Linked DNA regions of Zea mays: region 2 is linked to region 1. A link is a contact called in public Hi-C data. All regions are on one chromosome and are shown on one strand. The core of a region is the stretch at or near the end of the contact, and the rest is flanking DNA. Distances in the headings are between cores, read along the strand shown. Region 1 holds the start of LOC100194325 (chromatin assembly factor 1 subunit B). Region 2 holds the start of LOC100282912.

Region 1 (4,172 bases), core at 1,479-3,978:
TAAGATTCAGCACCCTAAGGCAACTAAGAAATCAAATGTGGTTACCTTCTAAAATTGAGGAGTTGAAGTAATTACTTATAACTTAATTTTAGCTGCAGTAAATTAACCTTACATGAAAAAAGAAATGTAGCAGAAATGATTCTCTGATGGTCCAAGTACCATATTATCTTTAGGGAACGATAACGAGCCAGTGCGGCTTGTTATAGCTTCTTAGGATAACAAGCTATCTCTGCTCGGCTCGTTAAATAAACGAACTAAAACTTTATCTCGGCTCAGCTTGTTTAGCTTGTAAGCCAGCTCATTTAGCTCGCGAGCTAGCTTAACTATTGCAACCAATGCATAAATCCATAGACACTAGTTTATTCTATGCATACATCATGACAAATAAATAAATAAGTCTAATGCACGGTATACATCATTTCTAGACTTCAATCTCCTGCGTATAACATAAAGCTAAGCCAAATTGTTACTGGTTTAGGCTGTCAAACTACAAAGTACATGGCTCATTTAGCCCGTGAGCTAGTTTGCGAGCCAGCTCGAGCTAACTCATTAACTTAATGATCTAAAATTCTAGCTTGACTCGTTAAGAAAAGTAAACAAGTCGAGCGAGCTAACGAGAGACTATTTTTCGTCTAGCCCTAATTATATTATTTTAAGTATCAGTTGAAATGTTGAGCTTGACCATATTGGTCCCTTTCTTCGCATGTCAAGAACGGAGAACACATTGGTTGCTTCAAGTAGTATATCGGCTACCTTGAGAGGTCACGCCTGGACATTACATAAGCTGTATTAATCACCTCGGAGGAGTGTTTAGAAAGGCCTGATGAAGATAGGGGAAAAAATCTGTTCAGAGGCTTATGGTGATAGAGAATTTGCTGAAAATAAACATGCAACCAGTGAACAAACTTTGAAGCTTAAGAAACAAGAGCTTAACTATCAGTAAACACTAATGCAAAAACAACATATACCTGCTGGCAATACTAGAAAAGATCCATCAGGTGACCATGCCAACCTTCGGAAGAAAGATGGTAGTGTCTCATCATGAAACAAATGAGATTTGGTTGGTGGCTGCAAGACAAAAAGGATTATATATTGCTATGTTAAACTCAGCATGCATTCATTCAGATGCTGTAGCAATGAGTGGAGAGCAAAAACCCACCTTAGATTCATCATGATTCTGGTATTCTACCTTCACTAGTGTATGCTGGCAAACAAAGTTCAACCTCTCCGCGTTCTTGGATTTGCCCTGAGGCTTTTTTGCATATATTTTACAGGTTCTGTCAGAACTCAGTGAAGCAATATACTGGCCCAAAGGATCCCATGCCACACCCTGAACATAATGCAGATGTCCCTCTAGCTTTTGTTGCACTGTGCCTGAGAAAAAATCGGATATCAGGCATAAAAGTTACGATAGAATTCATGCTGCTGCAAATAACGGATCGCATACTGTAGTGGGAGTCACCTTTACTAGCTTCCCAAATTATGCAAGTGTTGTCGACTGATGCAGAAACAAGAAATGTGCTGTCATGCGACCACTGAAGGTCAAGAACATCCTTGTGATGGAATCTGTGAATGAAACAAAAAAGGCAGGTTACCACTTAGCAAGCCTCCAAAGAAGTGGGCCGGTTTGCGCGGGGGGGGGGGGGGGGGGGGGGGGGGGGGGTCTATTTCAGTGAGCAGAACTCACAGTAACGTCTTGTGAATTTTCCATGCCTCGCCGTCGTCAGCGGGATGCAGTTTCCAGAGGGTGATGCCGCCACCTGTCCATCACATTATGAATCATATTGTTTCGGTGCAATGAATATTGGCCAAACTAATTAATTTCACTTTATATGATTATCAAAAGGCAACTCCATTTTACAATGATTAGCAAAAAAACTCGTTCCATTTTAGGATGGTTGGGAAAAACTAATTATGACTTGGCATATAATCCTAGATGCCAAATTGAGCGTACCATCAGCACCGGAGGCGAGATACTCCCCTGCAGCAGGAAAGAGAGTCAGTCAGTTACATATGCGCAGAGACTGAAGGAGACTTTACATGTCTCTGTTGTATGTATAGGGCTGAAAGCCAGGGACAGGACAGAAGATCAGAAATGGGTGTACCTGAAGGGGAGAACCGGAGGACGTTGACCGCGGAGCTGTGGGCGGTGGTGTTGGGGACCAGGCCGGTCTTGAAGGTGGCGGTGGGGAGCTTGCCGTCCGACGCTACCTCCCAGATCTGCGATCCCGGAACCAGTCACGGAACGAAGACGCCGAAATGGGGGAGGGGGGGGGGGGGGGGGCGGGGGGCAAATCTCGAATCAGCGAGAGATAGAGCAATGGCGGTGGAGGAGAGGAGAGGAGAGGGGCGGGTGGCAACCAACCTTGACGTCGTGGTCCGCTCCGGCTGTGGCGAGGCGGCGGGAGACGGGGTGGAAGTCGAGGCTGAGCACCGGCTGCTGGTCGTGCCAGTTGATCTGCAGCGTCCCGCCCCGCATCTTGTGGAGTGGTGGTGGATGGGGCTCCGCCGATCGGGCGTTCCACCTCAGCGGATCTCTCCTCCTCCGCTAGCGCTAGCCCGCTGCCTTCGCCTCCAATCCCCCTCTCTCTCACACACACACACTACACACTCTCTCTCTCTCTCTCTAGGGTTTGGATTGGGGGGAAGGGAAACGGCCAGCGGCGGGAAGTAGAGGGGACTGCGCGCGCGCCTCTCGCTCTGTTGCCGCGCCCTTGTAAGTTTTCTTTTGGATTCTGGCGCTGGAAGCGAGATCTGGGCCGAACCTTGAGTAGGCTAATCGGCGGCCCAGTTACTTTATGTGCGTGGGTTGGGCGGGTTTCTTAAGATTGGACGCGGTTTATGGGCCGAGCTACAGACCAAACAGGCCCAATCAGTAACTCTAGTTGACAGCAACACTAGGTGAGTGCCCGTGCGTTGCAACGAAGACATATAATACCATGATAACTTATATATAAATAGGTATGTGTCCGTGCGTTGCCACGAGGTGGGGAGCATGGAGAGCGACGTCTAGGCTACAAATATTGTATGTACCATATTGTTAGGTTTGTTCTTCAGTCCTCTCTTAGGATTCCAGTAAACGAGACATTAGCAGGCAACAACCGGTCAGAAGTCAAATCCACTAATCTTAAATTCTCAATCACATATAGGGTGGTAACGAGCTATAAATTTTACACTATAAAATTAAGGATCAGATCGGATCAGAATCATGTTTTATTTTTATTCACTTTTGAACTAAAATTAATTAAAGGGTTCAAACAAATTGTGAAAAGACATAATCCATCACCACTCCTAATCATATCTCACGAACCATCACCATTCAAGTGCAGAACGCCAAGATGGCACTTGAGGAGTGATGAGATCACAACACGTGACTCCCCGGGCCCAAAAGCCCAATAAAACCTTCTCATCACAACAAATCCCCAAATTGTCTCTAGGAATTCACCAGCAAGGGAGATTACAAACCAACACTTGGCCACATGAATGAATGCCCTCAAGGCTCTATCTGATGTAGAGTCCAAGCAAAGCAGATAAAAGTATAAGGCCATGCATTCTAGCTACAGCTAGGAAGCAAGGCACTGACCTGTTAGAATTAGAAAAATATTTAACAGCAATAAGCACAACAAATGCAGGCATCATTTTGCTTTTCAGGTACTACACCACACGGACAGAGGAAAAATAAAAAGGTTATTATACACATGATTACACCTGCAAACCTCAAATCAATCTATCACTGTTCCCTTAGCACCACAAATCATGATCAAGGATAAGTTCGATCCAAGCATCATTCTAGCTTTTTACGGATCTACAATGATTTTACACCTCATGATCATGCTCATGCTCATGCCGATACACCCAAAAATATAATTCTAAGATATTTCTAAGAAAAAAAATATGTATGTTTAGGAGAACAAATGGGGGGCTAAGGTTTTCCTGAGCTGTGTGGCTAATGACATGTATAGATGCGGGACCGATCCTTGTTTCAACACGGTTGTCCAAAGGCAAATGATTAGTTGCGAAACTGCTTAGCTACCCTGCAAAAACAGATCAACCAGTACAGAAACACGTTGTTTTAGGCCAACTGAGGAGTTCCTAGAGTTTTGCAACAAATCACCCGCTAACAAAATGGTTGTCTTTATGTCAGTTTTTGCGCATTGCGCTTCTCAACCATC
Region 2 (4,111 bases), core at 680-3,179, 370 kb before region 1:
AACATTTTTATGAGTCTTCACATATTTATAAATAAATTGACAAACAATTTGCACATGTGTTTCAGTTGAGCAGGAAAAAAACATCTAGTAAAAGGAATAAATGCACCAACAGTTAAACATAGCGCTACCAAAATTCTCAACACAAATACATGGGAATAAACAAAGGGAATCAAGGAAAATTCTCAGCTGCAAATATGATACCTACCACCAACTCATAGTATGCCTCATAGTACTGAGGGAACCTTGCTTTAGCTCCACCAAGGGATGTTTGTGTTGCATCTAACAGAAGAAATATTTTTTCTCGAACTGGTAAATCCGTCTGCAACCAAGATAGTGTGTTACGTCAAGACCAATTGGTGAAGTTCCAAATGAGAACAGGTTTCACAATTGCCATAATAAATTCAGTGAAAAATAAGTTACCTTTTTCTTCACTATCTTCACAAGTATTGGAAGAAGGCCATTATCAATGACCTGCCTATGGACAGGCTCTCCGCAATTATTCAGAAGCATCTCCAATAGCTGAATCAAATAGAAGTGAATCTGAATCAAGACTATAGCTTAACCATAAAAACACATTCGCACATTATGTAATGTGAGCTAATTAATTTAAAAACATATGAGAAATGATAGGCCATTTAGGTACAGTGACATCAGGACCAAGACCTAAAATAAGAGTTTAAAAAAATCAAGACATAAATAAAGCAAAGAATCATCCCAGCAGACAAGAAAACGTGTGAAGTACTTCCATGCCCCCTTTTACATCAAATGAGCAGTAAACATTAGCAAGAGTGGCTCTTTTTTCCTTCGTCGACTTTTCCATTGTGGGTGGCTGCGTGAGCAAAAAGTACAGGTCGCCATTCCTTCTTTACATGTCTATGATCCATGATCAAATAAAGAACAAATATGTTCCTGTGTCTATCATAGTCATCTAGATAACTATAGCGCGCCAGTTGAATAGTTGATGGTGGAATCAGGATCCAGGAGGGCTGCTTCTGTGAAAACAACTCACCATAACAGCAAAGAGTTGAGTGGTCTTGCTCCTGCTCCCTATACACTTCTTTACAGACTTGATCACATCCTTCGCTTTCCTGGTGGCAGTGACAGGAAACAGAAAATCAACACATCATTCAAGTGAACAAAAAAAAACCCACCCTTTTCCAAATGGCAACCCACGAGCCACGACTTATGTGCAACAAGAAAAAAAATCATAGCCAACTGGCAACGAGAAACTGATATCGCTCCCAGATCGATTCTCCGGAAAGAAATCGTGACGGTAAGGGCGAATTCATCGTCACAGGCTTCAGCCAGCAAAAGTTGCAATGCTACTCGGTAACCAATGGTTCCGAAAGGGAAAAAAAACAGGAGGGGGGATGGCAAGCATACCCAGGATCCTGCGCCACGAGCTCGCAGATTTCGATGTTCTTTGCCCAATCCATCTCCTTGAGCTTGTCGCTCGTCGCCGCTTTCACCATTTCCGCAGCCATATTGTCCCCCGCGCCTCCTTCACACTGTTACGCCTTCCTCTCACTCTCGAGCAAATCCAGGCCGGCCCCGGTATTCCGCAGCCGCAAGGCGAGGAAAAGGGCGAGAAGAAATCCCCCGTCTCCTGAAACGAAGCCACTCCGAGCGTAAAGATCGCGCCTTCGAGCATAAGCCCGCAGCCTGCGAGTAAGAAGAAGAAGAAAAAAAAGAGGCATTCTGCCCGGGCCGAAAGAACCAGAGGAAGAAGAGGGAGATGCAATCTGGGGCTGAGGAGATGGCGTCGACGGGGAGCAGAAGGGGAGGGAAGCGGTAGCGCGCACCAACCTAGATCGGCAGGAGGTTACGCGCTGCTAGTGGATTTTGGCTGGCGACGGCGACTGCGACGGCCATGGCGCCGGCAAACGCGCGGTGATCCCAGCCGGGGGCGAACGCGGGCGAGGGCTCGAGGAGGGGGCAGTCTGGAAGCGAGTAGGGATTAAGGAAAGGACATGTCTTGTCTTTTTGTTTGCAGATTACACCCTGAACATTTCTGGTGTGGGCTTGTCGGTACCAATTGACCTGCCGGTAAAAAGAATCGAGTCCGAGCTCGGTCCATCCATTCACCGGCGCCTGCAGCAGGGAGGCTGGGGATGGAAAAGTTGACCGACGACCATCTGGAACCGCTCCATTACCGAAGTATATGGAAAAAGCACAGGGTCCTATGCGCAAAACAACGCGGGGCAACCAAAAAAAAGGCGAGCGGGGCAGGCAGCACAGCAGAGGAGAAAGGAGGGAGGAGGGGAGCGGCGTGTGCGTTCCGCTCACCGCTGGGCCCCACCAGGTCCACGCCGCCCGACACGGCGTGTACCCTCCACGTGGGGCCGACCGACGCGTCCGGTGGGTGGTGGTGTGGGGTTGGGGTGGAGGGCCCTGGGCCCAGCGGCGAGTGGCCCGCGGGGGCGGCACGTGGGTTGGCCTGGCCCGGCGCCGCGCTAGTGCTAGCCTGGGCGCGACTGCTTTTGGCGGCGTGCGCGGACACGCGGGTTTGGGACGCTGGCTGGTGGGGGCCCGGCGCGCGTGAGCCCACGTGGAAGTGATGTGTGGTTAGGAGTCGTGTGAATTGTGAGGTTTTCAGTGGCACTAGGAGGAGTCGTCTCTAAATTGAGTCGTTGACGTTGCTACTACCAGTTCCAGATTGGATTGGTAGTGAAGAAAACACATGTACGACCGGCTAGCCGAGCCACTTTAGTCCACCATTAGTCAAGTCATGCTAGTACTTGTTTGACACTTGTCGGTGTAGATTGTATTGCTCGATGCTGCAAGATCTGTGTGAAATGGATTAGTACCGAGAAAACAAGAAAGAAAGAGAGCTGTCAGTAAGATTGTCACTTCATGGCTTGCCAGATGATAACAGCCAGCCTGATATGCAGTGATACTAGCGGCAGCAGAGCACTACTGACGATGATCACCGGCCAATGGTAAAAAAGACTGACTCCAGACAGACACTGAGACGGTTGTGTAGTACTGTCAGTAAAATCACCTGACATCAACAATGACAGGCCATGGAATTGGAGTACTTGTCAGGTATGCTGGTTCATTAAGGAGGTCAGAATGGTGCAGCAACCTTTCTCTGCCCGAGGAATTAATGCTACGGTATCATCATCATCATATGTAAACAGGTGATGCCGTGGTCAAAAAATATATTTCATTGCGTCTTCTATATATCGATCTATCTCCAACCTTTTTGTTTATTAAATGATGTAAATAACGAGCTGAGAACCAATATGTAACGTCGATTTACAATTTTAAACCCCAAATTCATTTTATGGGCCTCAAACAATGCGGCTTTCGGCCCAGCACCAACTCTGGCATGAGGGCCGTCGTTACCGTGGGCCCAGAAGTTTCAGGCTGCCCCCTTCGGCTCACCGCTCACGGCCGCAGCAAGTCGTTTCTGCCTTTTTCTAAACTACTAGTCGATCAAAAAAATTTCAAGATTTTTTATTGATTGTCTCCATTCTCTGTATAATATATTTTTTGATTTGGCTAACTGATGTTATTGTTTACTTCATACAAATATGTCTTGGTACAACACGGCCAATGAAGTGAACGATTAGAAGAGAGTTCACAACGATTGACTGAATGAGCAGAGATTATAAAATGATATAATTCCATCATATAGAGGCCAAATAAGAGAAAGTTTGTGAGATCATGTTTATTAAATAAGTCTCATGAAGTCAAACTTATAAAAAAGATAGATCAAAATATGGAGTGATTGCTAAAGTCAGGCATCAACAAAAACTGGACGTGCTCCATATAAATTACGCTACTTCGTAGAAATTACTAACGTTTAAAACCAACAAATAACCTTTCATTTTGCTGTTAGTGTGACAAATCATTGCTGTTCCATCCAATTCAGCAACCTCAAACACCATGTAGTCCATTGCACCAATGTGGTCTCAGAAACGACCTAATGCTTGCAAGAGCAAAGAACGTCGTGCCATGATTGGGCTGTAGTATCGGCCCATAGTGCTGGCCCAACCCGGCACAATTATTTTTTTATTTTACAAAAAACGTATATACCTATATACAATTTATATTCATTATTAAAAACATCTTAGCATGATGTTCTACTGGCTAGACAGTTTCACCT

Evidence for each region. Hi-C and Micro-C count contacts between places; a contact is called where the count stands out from the background.
Region 2: a contact with region 1 is called in a Hi-C map of ear, with 2.1 times the contacts expected there. The contact joins the promoter of LOC100282912 here to the promoter of LOC100194325 in region 1. A contact is called at or near these places in 2 of 25 Hi-C or Micro-C datasets (ear and tassel).

The regions. Positions count from the first base shown.
Region 1 is chr6:7,262,959-7,267,130 of Zm-B73-REFERENCE-NAM-5.0, reverse strand. It overlaps LOC100194325 (chromatin assembly factor 1 subunit B), which reads right to left and starts at 2,728. Exons shown (of 13, transcript NM_001139363.1): 1 at 2,366-2,728; 2 at 2,106-2,220; 3 at 1,955-1,981; 4 at 1,688-1,760; 5 at 1,463-1,566; 6 at 1,160-1,374; 7 at 969-1,068; 8 at 754-820. The coding sequence starts at 2,479.
Region 2 is chr6:7,634,101-7,638,211 of Zm-B73-REFERENCE-NAM-5.0, reverse strand. It overlaps LOC100282912, which reads right to left and starts at 1,929. Exons shown (of 10, transcript NM_001155818.1): 1 at 1,807-1,929; 2 at 1,384-1,606; 3 at 1,010-1,088; 4 at 421-519; 5 at 206-319. The coding sequence starts at 1,484.